2 separate regions of the Drosophila melanogaster genome follow, and region 2 is linked to region 1. The links are chromatin contacts, called in public HiChIP or PLAC-seq maps. All regions are on one chromosome and are shown on one strand. The core of a region is the stretch at or near the end of the contact, and the rest is flanking DNA. Distances in the headings are between cores, read along the strand shown. Region 1 overlaps lncRNA:CR44320 (long non-coding RNA:CR44320). Region 2 holds the start of Ald1 (Aldolase 1).

Region 1 (6,609 bases), core at 2,351-4,850:
ATGCAATATTGGCGTTTAGTAAGTGCCCGAACGTCAATCACACTTTGTAGATACTTTCAGCTCAAATATTTCAACTATTTTTTACTTGGGCGATAATGCAATGTGGCACAATCTATATAGCTAATCACTAGGTTCCATGAAAATATCATACCCAACAATACTCTTATAAATCACTAGACAGCGTATACGTATGAATATTTATCAATTTGCTAATGAAGGCTTTTATAAAATTGGTATGTGTACGTATGAACTGTGCAATCAGGCTAAGTTGGTCTTCACTATAATTATAACGCAAAAAAATATAATATAAGAATTTTCTAATTCGTTTATAATTATTGTTTATTGACAATGTAAGTATAACTTAATTTAACTTTAAATATGCAAAATATTAATCGTATTCCAATTCAAGCTGACCAACTTGATAGTCTTGTCTGTAGTTACAGTATATAAAACCATATTCAAGTGATTTCACTCTTGCGCCATTTTTATTGGACCTCGCAGTTTCGCACATCGTAAAACCCAGAAATATAAACATCATTTGACATGCGTGACTGGGGTTTAAGCTCGTGTTGAACTTTTAAGCCATGCTATTGCCGCGTGCTCTTAAAAAATGATTCCAGAACATCCAAAATTTAATCAATTTCGCAATAGCAAAGGAATTCCCCAATTGATTTACTTAAAATTTATTGCATTCGCCGAGTTTCCGACAGCCCTGTATCATTCGTAAATCAATGGACTCAGAGACCTTAACTATTCTCAATTAAAAATGATATCAGTCGATTTGATTTGTCATTTAAAAGAAGAGTAATAGAAAGCTGGCTGGAAAAGTTTGCTGTCTGGGTATTAAATAATACCAATCGATTTAATTCGTCTGTAGTGGCAATGGAAAAAGAAATTCATTTCTTTTCGAAATGGAAAATTTAAAATTATATTTTATACCTCATTTGGATTATCATGTTTTTGTCCACAAGAATCTCTCTCATTTTATTTTCTTATTAAAGAATGCTTTTTGGAAACCAATTGGCCCTCGGACAACAGAAACTTTTCTTAATTGACTTTCAGTGTCAGAGTTGCTAGAAAGTAAAAAGAGTGTGAGCTGGACTCATGGGAAAGTTGTATTTAATTTGCTAATTGTTGCACTTAAGGCCGAGAAATGCGAAATTTGCGTGCCACAAGACGGAAAATTAGTCAACAAAAGACTGATGCGCAGCGGCTATGTTTGAGATCGTATAAGCGCGAAAATACATTAAGCTGTCAATCTTCATTCCGCACACAAACTTACGCAAGTCAGCCGACTGAAAATATTTTGGCAACGTTGAATAGCCTGAGGGCAAAGGGCAGGAGGCACGTTGAGTGGCACTTTTTGAACTTTGGCATCGTCGAAGTTTGCCTCAATTGATTCGAGTTGCCATCTGATGCAGACGGAAAGACAGACACATCCAGAAATTCAGTCAGCTGCCAAAGGGCAACAAACAATTTCACTAATCGACTTAAATGGAGGCACTCAAAATGCTTTCTCAAAAGTCGACAGGTAAGAAATTCGAACTTCACAATTTGCCTTTGACAAATCTGGGCAGAGCAATTGATCATCCACCATCAACTTCAATGCGTCTTTTGTTGAGCATTGGCTGACATAACTTAAACTCTACCACCGCCGGTGCCAGAGGTCGAGTAATCAGTGTCCTTTTCAGGGCACAATCATTGATTTATGTTCGGCAACCTTTCTGACTTTGACCAACTTCTTTGTCACATGAGAGCGTATAGAACCTGCCACCTTTCGACCATCGATATGCCAAGGGAATATTGAGTAGGGTCCGACCCAGAAACGCCCAAAAATACATAGACATACAATATACATCGACAGTTAAGCTGCAACTGACAATAAAGCTATTATTGCTGTTTGCATGGGGGCTGGAAAAAAATATTTCCCCCATTTTATTGACACAACTATTTAGGAAAATTATTGTTTATTGTTAGTTTTCATTGTCTGTTTGAATCGCATGAAATGTTAATAAGTCAAGAGCAGGCACAAGACGATGACTCGCATTTTCCATATTTTTTCAATCTTCCTACCCGGGGCTGAATATTAAATAGTTATTTTCCTGTTTATATTGCAGCTTTCCTGTCCGCAATGTCAAGGACGTTGTCGCATTGTCGTTGCCATCCGCTTGGCTGAAGCTAATTTCATTGAGAAGGAAAGCGAGGGGATCCTGCCAGAAGGGTAAGCAATTGCCAACAATTCCCAATAGGAAACGAAAATGGTAGGAATAGAATAACGTAAAAGGTCAATAGGCCAATGGATACTCTAATCGAAGCTGAGAAGTGCTCAATTTGAATTTAAAAATCTCTTTCTTAGTGTGATTAACTTTGGGCTATTTTATGCTGAAAGCATCCTTGAATGAATTACCATTTTGAAAAGAACTGAATAAATGAATTTTAATCCCACGGAAGGCAGAGTAGAGTAAATGATACCTGAGGCAATAAAATCCGACTGCCAATAAATTATTATTAGTTCGTTCGTTTATTTTTGAAGAGTATGCTTTTTAAAATTATATTTAAAATTCTTATTTTTGAATAATTTTTTTCTACAATTTGTAAGCTCATTTTATAACGCAAAAATTGTTGGCTTAAACCCTTTTTTATTTATTCCTTAATTTATTATCATAATGAAGTATGAAAAAGGGTATTTAATTTCCGGCTTGCCTCAAATTTCCCCACCCATCAAGGCTAAAATAACAGCTTCCAGCTTTGTTCTGCCCGAAATTTCAATCAGTTTTCCTCACACATATGTGCTCCTCACTATATTGGCTGGTTTGTTTGTGCGAGTTTCTGTCGAAAATCATAGTTATTTTGGGGGCACGTGCACACACACACTCACACACGAGCTCTTGCCTACGAAATTATGTGAATTTCTCCCGACAGTTGAATCCGAAAAAAGTTACATAAAGCCTCATTGTTTCGGCTCAAATTGCAACTTTTGATTAGCACTCTGATGTAATAATCAACTTTGGGCCACAAATCCTGCCGTGGCATTTGCTGGGCAGGAAAAGCGGTGCGGCTGGCATTTTGTGGGGCGTTCATAAATACATATTATTGACTGAATGAAGGGTTCCCTTGTGGCGAAGTACTATTATTATTGAAGATGCCATCGAGCACTTCCTCTTATTTATTGTGCCCCTCCACCTCTCAACAAGCACTATTGTCAAGTGGCGCCTATTGAGTTCCCTCGGTTTAAATGGCTAAACATTCCGAACGCCTCTGAAGTTTTTCCGCAAGTCGAACGCTTTCCATGCAATTTTCTATACTGTTGCCATGCGGACTGTGAGTTTGAGGAACTACAACGCAAAGTAATTGCTAAGGGTTCTCTTGTTCGACCCAAGTGGTAAAAGTCACAGAGTTCATAAAAAAAATATGTCCGGATTAATTTTATTCATTTGCCACTAGGGAAATCGCTGAGTGTCTTTAAGGCTTAATACTGTAACATAGTAATAACTTACTGTATAGGATATAAAAACAATTTCAACACTAAACCTAATCAAACTGCGTGATGGATTTCTTGACCATTGTTCCGCTGTGAGTTAAAAGATAAACGTTCAGGCGATTACGTCTTGGTGGGAGATGAGTAACGCTCCCTGCTTATCAAAGGCCAACAGTTTTTGCCACATACTCTAGTACGCAGATAGAGAAACCCCCAGTCTCATGGTCCCTCGCTGCTCATAAATGTCAAAATAAGAATTGCAGTGCCTTTGAAGTGCAATCTTTTCGCTCAGCTTGCACATTTAATGGCGTTCCACTCTCACTGCACTTCAGCTGAGCTCAGAACGGGAGACGCCGATGGCTCATATTTCCTAGCTGGACTCTGTTTATGATGATATATTAATGCGCCAGCCAAGAGGTGCCATAAACTGAAGCCACTTGAAGACACCAGCCACTCGATTGCGGTGTTTTGCGGGCAGGGGATCCATCGAGATTGCAGCTCTCGGGATCCACATGCCAAACATGTTATGCCTCGCATATATATTAAACGCTTAGTTATATGCTACTTAACACTTCCCTCCATTTATTTTTGCTCGAGAGCGAAAATTGTTTATTTTCATTGCCATAAATTTTGATGGCCAAGCTGGCCGGGCTATAAATCTTCCAGTTTAATCCCGCTCCTCCCGTTCGATAATGCCTCTTTGCATCGCAACCTCGTTCGAATGGCTTCAGTTCTAATTGCTTTTCCAATCAGCTGCATTGACTGTGGTCTCTGGACCCTGGCTATATGGAAAAATCAGAGGAAAGAGACGCCTCATGCGTCAGCTAAGTGTCAACTTTTTGAAATTGCTAATCATGCGAGGAGCACACAAAGTCAGCCATTCAGTTCTCCGTCCGAGCATGGGGCCAAATGACGTTATGTGTTTGTTCGATAAACAAAATGTTGTGGCTATATAGACGTTTTAGTACGCACACACAATATATGGGCAATATCTTCTTTTCGTATATTTTGCTTTATGGCTAGGCCAACACACTTACCCACATGCTCGCCTGCTTTCAAAGGGGGAAAACGGATATAGGAGCTGGAAAATGGGTCAACGGGAGTGGGTTCCCAGAAAGTCGTTTTTCTTCATAAAGTTCACGTCACACGTTCTCACGTTCATTAAAGTGAAAAAGAGAGCTTCAAGAATTGTGGTGAAAGGTGTCTAGGCGTATACTTAACTTCTATGGTTCATTTTTCAAAACTTGTTTAAAATAAATGCAAGACAATTTTGCATTGAAGTGCCGCCGCATTATTTTTAAAGAAACTCAATTTTACTTTTATATTTATACACAAAATTTTTAATGATTTACAACACAAAGATGAAGACGTCACTTCTTGTCTATTCTTAGCTTCTGATTAACGACAAATAAATGAATGAATTTGAATGTGCAAACTCGCTGAAACTTTTTCAATGCGCATATTACGTATACGCCGTGCTGTGCGCTGCCTATTAACTCACGCTGTGCGTAGGCAATTTTTCCTCCTTTGCCAGAGAACTCATTCAAAGACTCGCAGTATACGTAACGTATTAGTTCATTCATTAGAAAAAATAAATTGTATTTTCGTTTTTTGGCTGCCTGCCAATGCCCAACTAACCGACGGAAAAACTTATCGCACGTTTTCGGTGTGCTTGTGCCTGAATTTATCGCGAGATAAGCTACTGGTCACTTTCTAATCACGGCCAAGTGATTTGGCATTACCTTTGAGGCTTTATGTGTGTCAAAGTTGGCCTCATCTATCACGGATGCGGATGTTTTTGGTGCCACCACCACACTGTCCCTGATACAACATTCCTTGATGTCATATCGATTTTCACCAGGCCACATGCCCCATTCCTGGCACCCCCAGACCGATGGAGCTTTTCCCCACTTTTGAATTGGACACGAAAAAGTGTCAGTTGACTGACGGAACTCGTGTTTGCGAAATTGTTCGATTATCTTGTCTGCGCATTGTGTTTTTTTTTTTTCACTTTTTCATGTACTTTTCTTTGGTGTTGGTTTTGGTTTTCGCCTTTGGCTTAAAGGTGTTAACTTTATCGGTCCCACTGGTCAGCAATTGTCCGTATTTTATTCGTTTACAATGCAAACACTTGTTCGCCGGAATGAAAAGACATTTGATATTCATCGCTCCGCGGTTGGTTGGCGTTTTACCATTTTATATAATTTGTTTTTCATTGAAAAATATGAAATATAAATTCCCTTGTGATTCGCTTTGGCACGTACCATTGGCCCAACAAACCAAAAGAAAATAAATAAATAAATAAGTGAAAACAAAGTACAAACAACTGAAGTGAATAATTCGGTTGAATTCGAGTAATTGGAGACTGGAAACTATTTCGCACTAAGGATTGCGACTAATGCGTTACAGATTTGATTTCTTTTACACGATTTGTACAACTAACTAGGAGAACATTTTATTTGTTTCAGAGTCAGTAATCAGGAAAGAACCGTTGGTATGTTATCATCTACGCCTGTAGAGCAATTATAAGAATTGTGTCATTCGTATAAACAAACTATTTATTTGCACCCGTTCAGTGCTCTACACTTCATTTTCTTTGGTTCTTCCCCAGATTGAAACGGGTTAATAAATACCTAATAATGGTTTCATTCGAAAGATCTAGTCGGATCCGCCTTGTCAATATCCGGAGTAAATAGCACCCATTAGGGTCCATTAGAAACACAGAAGGTGTATGAATAAACATGAACATGGATCTATAGCGATTATATTTGATCCGAGGGCATTATTAAAAAAATTCTACCTACGTCATCGGTCAAAGTCTGCGAGGCTATGGGACTTTACTCAAGCAGTTTAAGATAATTTCGTTGAGCACTTGGTTTTCTATGGCGTTTCAGTGACTGCTTGTAATGTCTTTTTTTATACCCTTGCAAATGGTATATTGATTTGTGACAGAAGTTTGCAACACGGTAAAGTATAGATGTTGGCAAAATAGAATATATACATTCCTGATCGGCTTTAATAAGCGATTCGATATTTATCTGCAGGGTATAAAAGCTTCGACTTTCCGAATTTATAAACCTATCTTGTTTTTTTTTTTTGCAACCTTGCAATTTTCAACACGATTGCATTTT
Region 2 (6,573 bases), core at 2,545-5,044, 50 kb after region 1:
GAGATGTTCTCGGCCAGCTTGGGGTCAGTGCTGAACAACAGCTGACGGTAGGCACGGCGGTTGTCCTCGGTGTTCTCCACGCCGATGTCCTGCAGACGCTTGCCCATGGTTGGGCCGGACTCATCGGCGGCGAGGATTCCCTTGCCGGGGGCAACGATTTTCTGGGCGATTTCGCGCAGCTCATCCTGCAGCTCCTTGCTGGGGTAGTTGAAGTAGGTCGTCATTTTTGAGATTCGAGTGTAGTTCTGCAGCACGAAGATCCATTTACGTTTGATTTGGTGTGGTGTTATTTTGTTGGATGAAAAAGAGTAGCGGACATTGTGTTTTAATAAGCTAGCTATCGAATTCCGCAGCGGCGCGGATGATTGGAAACCATTGCGTAAGCACAGAATTTTGAAATATTTCGAGGTAAAAAATAAAACTAAAAATTTGGACTAAAATTTCGTATACGATCCGCACAGTCTGACAACCAAAATCAAGTAACTCAAAGTTACATATGTTCCTACTGAAAAAGATAACAACGGCTACAGAGATAGCTATCAATCAAGTGTTGGATTATTTTACTGAACTGACCTAATTATTATTTCCATAAAATAAAAAGAATATTTGTAAAGGTCAAGTTATTTAAAGTGGAACTCTGAGTTAACCGATTAGAGCCATTGAGTCATATGCTGTTGTTTAATGATGCGGTATTATATAATTTTGTTTTCAGTGTCAGGTCAATGTCACTGGTGTTTTTTCCAATTTAAAAATATTTTTCCATTGAAGATAATAAATGCTTTGCATGGTAGTGTATTTCACAGCTGATTCGATGGCAAAGAGCGGGTGATTGAATGAGATTAAAGGCGCATGCACGGAAAACGTGCTTTTCTCTATATCTGCAGCTCTTCGCTCTCTCTCTCTCACATTTTTTTTTTTCTAGGTTTGTCCTACACTCTCAACATTCACATATAAAATGTTGCCTTTTAATAGAGCTTTTTTAGAGGTTCTCACAAACATCAATGAAAATTCACATTTTAGAAAAATCCTCTTGGATTGTACTATACAAAGTTGGAAAAGTATCACTGCACTTTTTGGAATGAAATATTATATAGTGTCTTATTTTATAGTGTCTGTAATTTGCTAAAAACTATTTGCAAAAACCGAACAATTGTTTTAAGCTTAGATCACAAAGAAAAATCCGAACCAACCTCGACGATGATGTTTTTGTAACTGAGCAAAGTCACGGAAACCTCGGCAATAATTCCCTCTGATGTAATCAAAGTCATGGAATCTTGTGTCTCACTCTAACCGAATGCAGCTGTCTTCTTCACACCCGCATAATGCGTGACGTGGTAACTTTCACTTTTATTGCCGCTGCTGCTGCGCTGTTCCTGCAGGCAGCGACGCCAACGCAGGGCGCATGAATTTTCGCTTGACATTGAACAAGGTCAAGCAACAAGCCTTAGCAACAAATGTTGCCAGCGAAATTTGTTGCTTACGAAATGCGAATAGAAATTGTTGAAAACCGAAAGTCGTGTGGCGCGTGTGAAGTGCGATAGAGATAGCTAGTGTCCAGCAATATGTAGATACAGATACGAAGTCATCTGCGATGACTAAAAACCCATTTTATACTTGTTTGACATTGACAGTGAGCCAAGGACTGGGAATGGCATAAATGTCAGGTTAAGAGATTAGACCTCCGCAACTTATCGCGAAATATTGTTTACCACATCGACCCCACATTTCCCACGCCATATATTTAACACTTTGTACACGCGTGAATAGCTTGTGGTTCCTAAGAACAGATAGATATTATAAAAGCTTGATATATGCATATATTAAAAATACTGCACAGTTTAAGAATATATTAATATATCTCTAGAATACAAATCATTTTTTCATCTATTAATTTCTAAACAGTTATCTAAACACACTTCACAGAACGACACTAGATATGTATGTACACCCTTATCTATAGAATTATCTATAGATGTTGCGGATTCACTCAGCAGACAACACCCACCTACACTTGCCGGCAATCAATCGAAGACTGAAATGTTTCGAAAACTAGGCGAAATATATACGATGACAAAAAAGAAAGAGGAACGAAGAGCAGCCAACGCATGACAACAAAAAACAATCAAAATAAATTTACGTTCCTATCAAGAGACCGTTTATAAAAATAAACCGCCACATGTCCGTCTATATGTATTCGTGAGCTTGCTATCAGTGAAAATTTTGAATCGAAAACGACGAAAAAACGAGCCCCCAGTTGCGTTTTAGTTCCAAAGGTTTTGCATTATCATAACGAGATTTTAGGTCCGGCCTCCTTGAACGCAGACAGTGGGTCAAAAGAACATCCAACAGTTGAGATAATACTACTACTACTACTACGAACTGACGTCAACTGATTAGCCGTAAACATGGGTGGTAATAATTGTATACTTGTCTGAAAATAGGAAACTTCGAGCACTCCCATACTTCTATCTATGCCCTTATTATGTGACCCCAAAAACTTTGTTGTGGTAACTGTTTACTAGATAAGCCAATGTACCTTATCTAGTCTTATTTCATCGATTAGCTTATACTTTACAATGAGAATGTATACCTATAATTCCATTATATTCATTATAAAATTTCCCAAAGCTTGATATAAACGATCAAAGGAACATAAATTGGTTGTTTTAAATGTTCAAAACTCTTCTTAAAAATCCTAATCAGGTTGATCTTGAAAGGAAGTCCTTTGGAGTACCAAAACTTGTTTTCTGTAGGTTTCAAAACAACCCTTAAACTTCTGCCCCTCTTTTCTCATGTACTCTCTACAAACTATCGGTAAAATGTTTGCTCTCCTTCATTCACTGAAATCTCAATTAAATGGTAGGTATAAAATGCAATAGACAAAAGCATATTGCGTCTATCATGAGAAGACGTCAACAATCTGATGAATTTACGATGACGTTGGCTAATTGAAGTCTAAGCGAGAGAGCGATGGGAAAGTATACATATGTATATCGCGATGTATAGTACATACATTTAACATTTGCGCCAACTATTTATAAAGAAAAACCGCAGCGGCGACTACAAATTGCAGTTGAAAGCCTGCCAACAAGCAAATGAACTCGAATGAAAGAGCGGATGAAAAGTAAGAGAGCCGGTTGAGCCGGTAGAGAAAACTACTACTCACGAAAGTGAGCCAAAAGTCACCCGATAAGGCTTCTTATCGCCTGCAGTTCGCGTAGCCCCCCCACTCCTTCAACCGCGGTGCATAGGTCAACAACACTCGAGAGCCTCGAGGTTCTAGAACTTGTCATAAAAGTGGCGAGCACGCGGAAATGGTAAGATTAGAGAATAATTAAACTATATTCGAATACGCACTCACTAACACTAACACGCCTACAGATTCGCTGCTGCTCTGTAGATTTGGATTACGAAACACCCAGAGAAATGGGAACGATTACGCGACTTTTCAACTGCACTGCCGCCAATGGGGGGAAAAATATCTGAATTTTTTTTAAGGGGCTCAGGGGTTCTGTTCACTGCGTATGACGCCCACTCACCGAACTGGAAACTGAATCTGGGATGTGGTGATTAGCTGCTGGCTACTGGCTGGGTCCGCTGCTGCTGCTGCACTGGAGGAGAGCGGTTAACGCTTTTATTTTCGGCCCGTGTCGCTGCTACTGCCGCTGCCGATGCCTCTGCTACCGCTGACTGCGGCGTCAACGTGAAATTCCAAAGCGAAATAAGCGAGACATGCCGAGCGAGACCCCAAAAGGTTGTTTGGAGGTCGTCGCCGACGGTGTTGGGCAACCGACTGAGCCAAGCGCTTTAAATTCCCAGATCCCCAAACGAAAGGTATCCAAAATAAAGCTCATTCTGGGAGCTTTTAGTGGGGGATGGAACCTAACAGATAAGCTGTAAAACTTATTAGACAGCTTTGAGAAGCTTTAGCTTTCGTTTGGGCGGTAAAAATTTAAATGAAATGTGCTCAAAGCGTATTAACATAATAAATAATTTATCTTAAGATCTCAAACACTATACGATATATATTGAAATAGTATTGAAATGTTAAAAACAATAAAGTGCCACAAACTTAATGTCGCGTCTTGCTGGATATAGTCATCCCAAATCATCCTCATCAAGTGAACTATATGTCTTGCCAAGCTTTCTTGCCCAAAACTATAAAAAAGCATTAAAAATGAAGTGTTATCTTTGCAAGTATTTGTATCTTTTAACCTGTCAACAACATTTCCTATTCTACTTATGCATTGAAAAGAGGGTAGAATAATTAATTTGGTGTATTTTAACCTTAATTACGAGCGACCTGCTTTACTTGGGGCGGTCAATGAATTTTTCGTGACCATCAGCATCAGGCGCTCCAGCGGCAGCGCAACAAAAACGAGGGGTGCCAGAAGCAGCAGCTAGGATAAGCGACTTTCACGCCATGCCTGACCTCCTGCAATGTTAAAGGACTCAACCCCCTGGCACTGGAAACAGCTGATTGAGAGCGCAAACTTTGAGAAAATATCCCCCTATTCTGCCATACAATCTGTTCGAGCGAAAGAGAAAATCGTTTCGCTCTTTAAAATGTCCTAATATGACTTTGGCACAGTTTTCTGAATGAAAAGAATGACTGTGGAACGGGTTATAACATTTAAAGGATTTTAGATATTTCATAGACTATCTATGCTTAGGTTTCTTTAGTTAAAGTGATACAGTTGCTAGATATATATGAAATAATATGCTTACCTAATGAAGGAACCTTAGCCACAGTGCTCTTCATTGTCCTCGCTCTCTTTGTGCCTCGTGGCTTCGTCCTTCGTCCTGTTTCGGTTCTCGTGCCTGCCTCACTCGCTTCCCATTTTCGTTTGGGGATTCTGGTTCAGTTTTCAGTTCGAATTCGTGCGTCGGTCGGTCGAGTTGTGTGCCAAACGCTCGGCACCTGTCGCCCAACACGTGTTGCGTTCCACTTGCGCTGCGCGTCTCCTTCGCACACCCGCGTACACCGCGGCGTATACGCTACGTACTGTGGTGCAGCCAAAGCGAAATAATTTCTGATTATTCTAGTTATGTGAACCGAAAGTGGAGTGCATAAGAGTCTGAAATTCAAGCACCAGCTGTGTTTTAACTCATATTAAATTAAAGAGGAGATACGAAAAAGAGGAGTGAATTTGTGGTTCAGAAGAATGATAAATTGTTTTCCCAGTTTTGGTAAGAAACGATTTGGTTCGATTTGGTATACTCATTAAAAGTTGATGTAGATCAGATTATAAAGTATCTTTCAAAAAACTACAGAAAAATGTTCATTTCTAAAACTAATATTGATGGAACCCTTTTTTTTGCTTTACAATAAATGGCAAGATTAAAGATTAGGGCAAAATAGCTAGAAAAGTTTTTGATCAACTATAGTTAGGTTATACTATATTTCTATTTATCTAGTCTTTTTGTTAAAGGACATTTGAAATAGTTTTTTCTTAAATTCCATTTTTCTTCTTATAAGAGTTCACGAAAACCAAAAGAATGTGTGCAACAAAGAATGCAAAATAGTTTTCCCGGGGCTTGCTGAGTATTCAGCATACATACCAATATGGGTTTCGTATGCAGATTTCTGCCAGCCAGAGTCATAATATTGAGCAATTGATGAGAGCGCGTTTAGCTTGGCTTTGTGGCACTTGGCTCATTAATATGCGGAAGGCGACACAAAACACTCCCCCACGCCTCCACCCACACATATACAAACACACGCACACACACACAGGGAAAAGCCTCCCCTTCCCTAAACTTGTGTCTGTGTTTTGTCTCGTCCTCATCTGCATTTGCCCAAAATGAGAATGAGTATCCCATAACCGACTGAACAGCATCCTGCTTGCTGATGATAATGTTGATTCCTGCCTTCCGCAACAATTTGCTTTGAACCTAATCCGCCCCTTTTTCTGCCACGCCCCAGTAGCTATAGCTTAACCAAAATTCGAAATTCATACCAGTCTCCGGCTCACATTTCACTAGCTTTTGTTGCGGCATTTATAAATGCTTGTTACCTTTTCCTCTTTTCATTTTTAGTCTTGGTCGGAACAAAGTGTTTATGGTCTCTGGCAGTTTGAATTTTGTATCTTTGTTCAGGAATCCCTCTTGAAATGATACAAATTGCGTTTTCCTATTATTCGTCAGCCTAGATTTGCAAAGCTATTTGGAGATTGAGTTCAATTAAATAGAGAACGTCATTCAATGGAGCAGTATCCGATATGAAATGAAAATGTAGGCATTGCAAACTAATTACTTTTTACTCGATGGGTAAACATTTTTGATTGAAAAATTGTGGATAAAATCTTAAGCATACAAATTCCCAAAAATAGATGTTTCTATTCGAGAATACATATATTGGCTTGTTAGTTTTAAAAACAAATTCAATCGGATGACAACTTAAATGTCTGTACTAAAAAATACTATGTGCGAGTGCTATGTCCAGCATGTTTAAAACAAAAACTGCTCAATAATTTGACATCTGCTAGGCCATTTTTTCTCAAATTTCTTATGGTATTTCGCAACATATGTCGTTTTATTTTGGGTCAACCAATTCTTTTGAGGGATTCATTT

What was found. HiChIP or PLAC-seq counts read pairs in DNA pulled down with a chosen protein or histone mark.
Region 2: a Pc HiChIP or PLAC-seq map of the Kc167 cell line shows a contact between it and region 1, with 2.5 times the contacts expected there. The contact joins the promoter of Ald1 here to the enhancer-like site in region 1. A contact is called at or near these places in 39 of 107 Hi-C or Micro-C datasets (the Clone 8 cell line, the Kc167 cell line, the ML-DmBG3-c2 cell line and 17 more) and 2 of 6 datasets of contacts at active chromatin or transcription factors (both in the Kc167 cell line).

What each region holds. Positions count from the first base shown.
Region 1 is chr3R:26,207,996-26,214,604 of dm6, forward strand. lncRNA:CR44320 (long non-coding RNA:CR44320) reads left to right here. Exons shown (of 3, transcript NR_125267.2): 2 at 2,118-2,221. Among named protein-coding and RNA genes, the nearest start is that of lncRNA:CR44320, 16 kb to the left of the region's middle. Within about 2 kb of position 3,601, at least 16 of the 39 cell types and tissues checked have an H3K27ac peak or open chromatin away from gene starts, as enhancers often do. A contact at or near this core is called in the Kc167 cell line, the S2 cell line, gut and 1 more, where this site is marked.
Region 2 is chr3R:26,257,797-26,264,369 of dm6, forward strand. Ald1 (Aldolase 1) reads right to left here and starts at 3,795. Exons shown (of 4, transcript NM_170262.2): 1 at 3,540-3,795; 2 at 1-245. The coding sequence starts at 224. It overlaps CG6154, which reads left to right and starts at 4,866. Exons shown (of 8, transcript NM_143214.2): 1 at 4,866-5,190. It also overlaps asRNA:CR44321.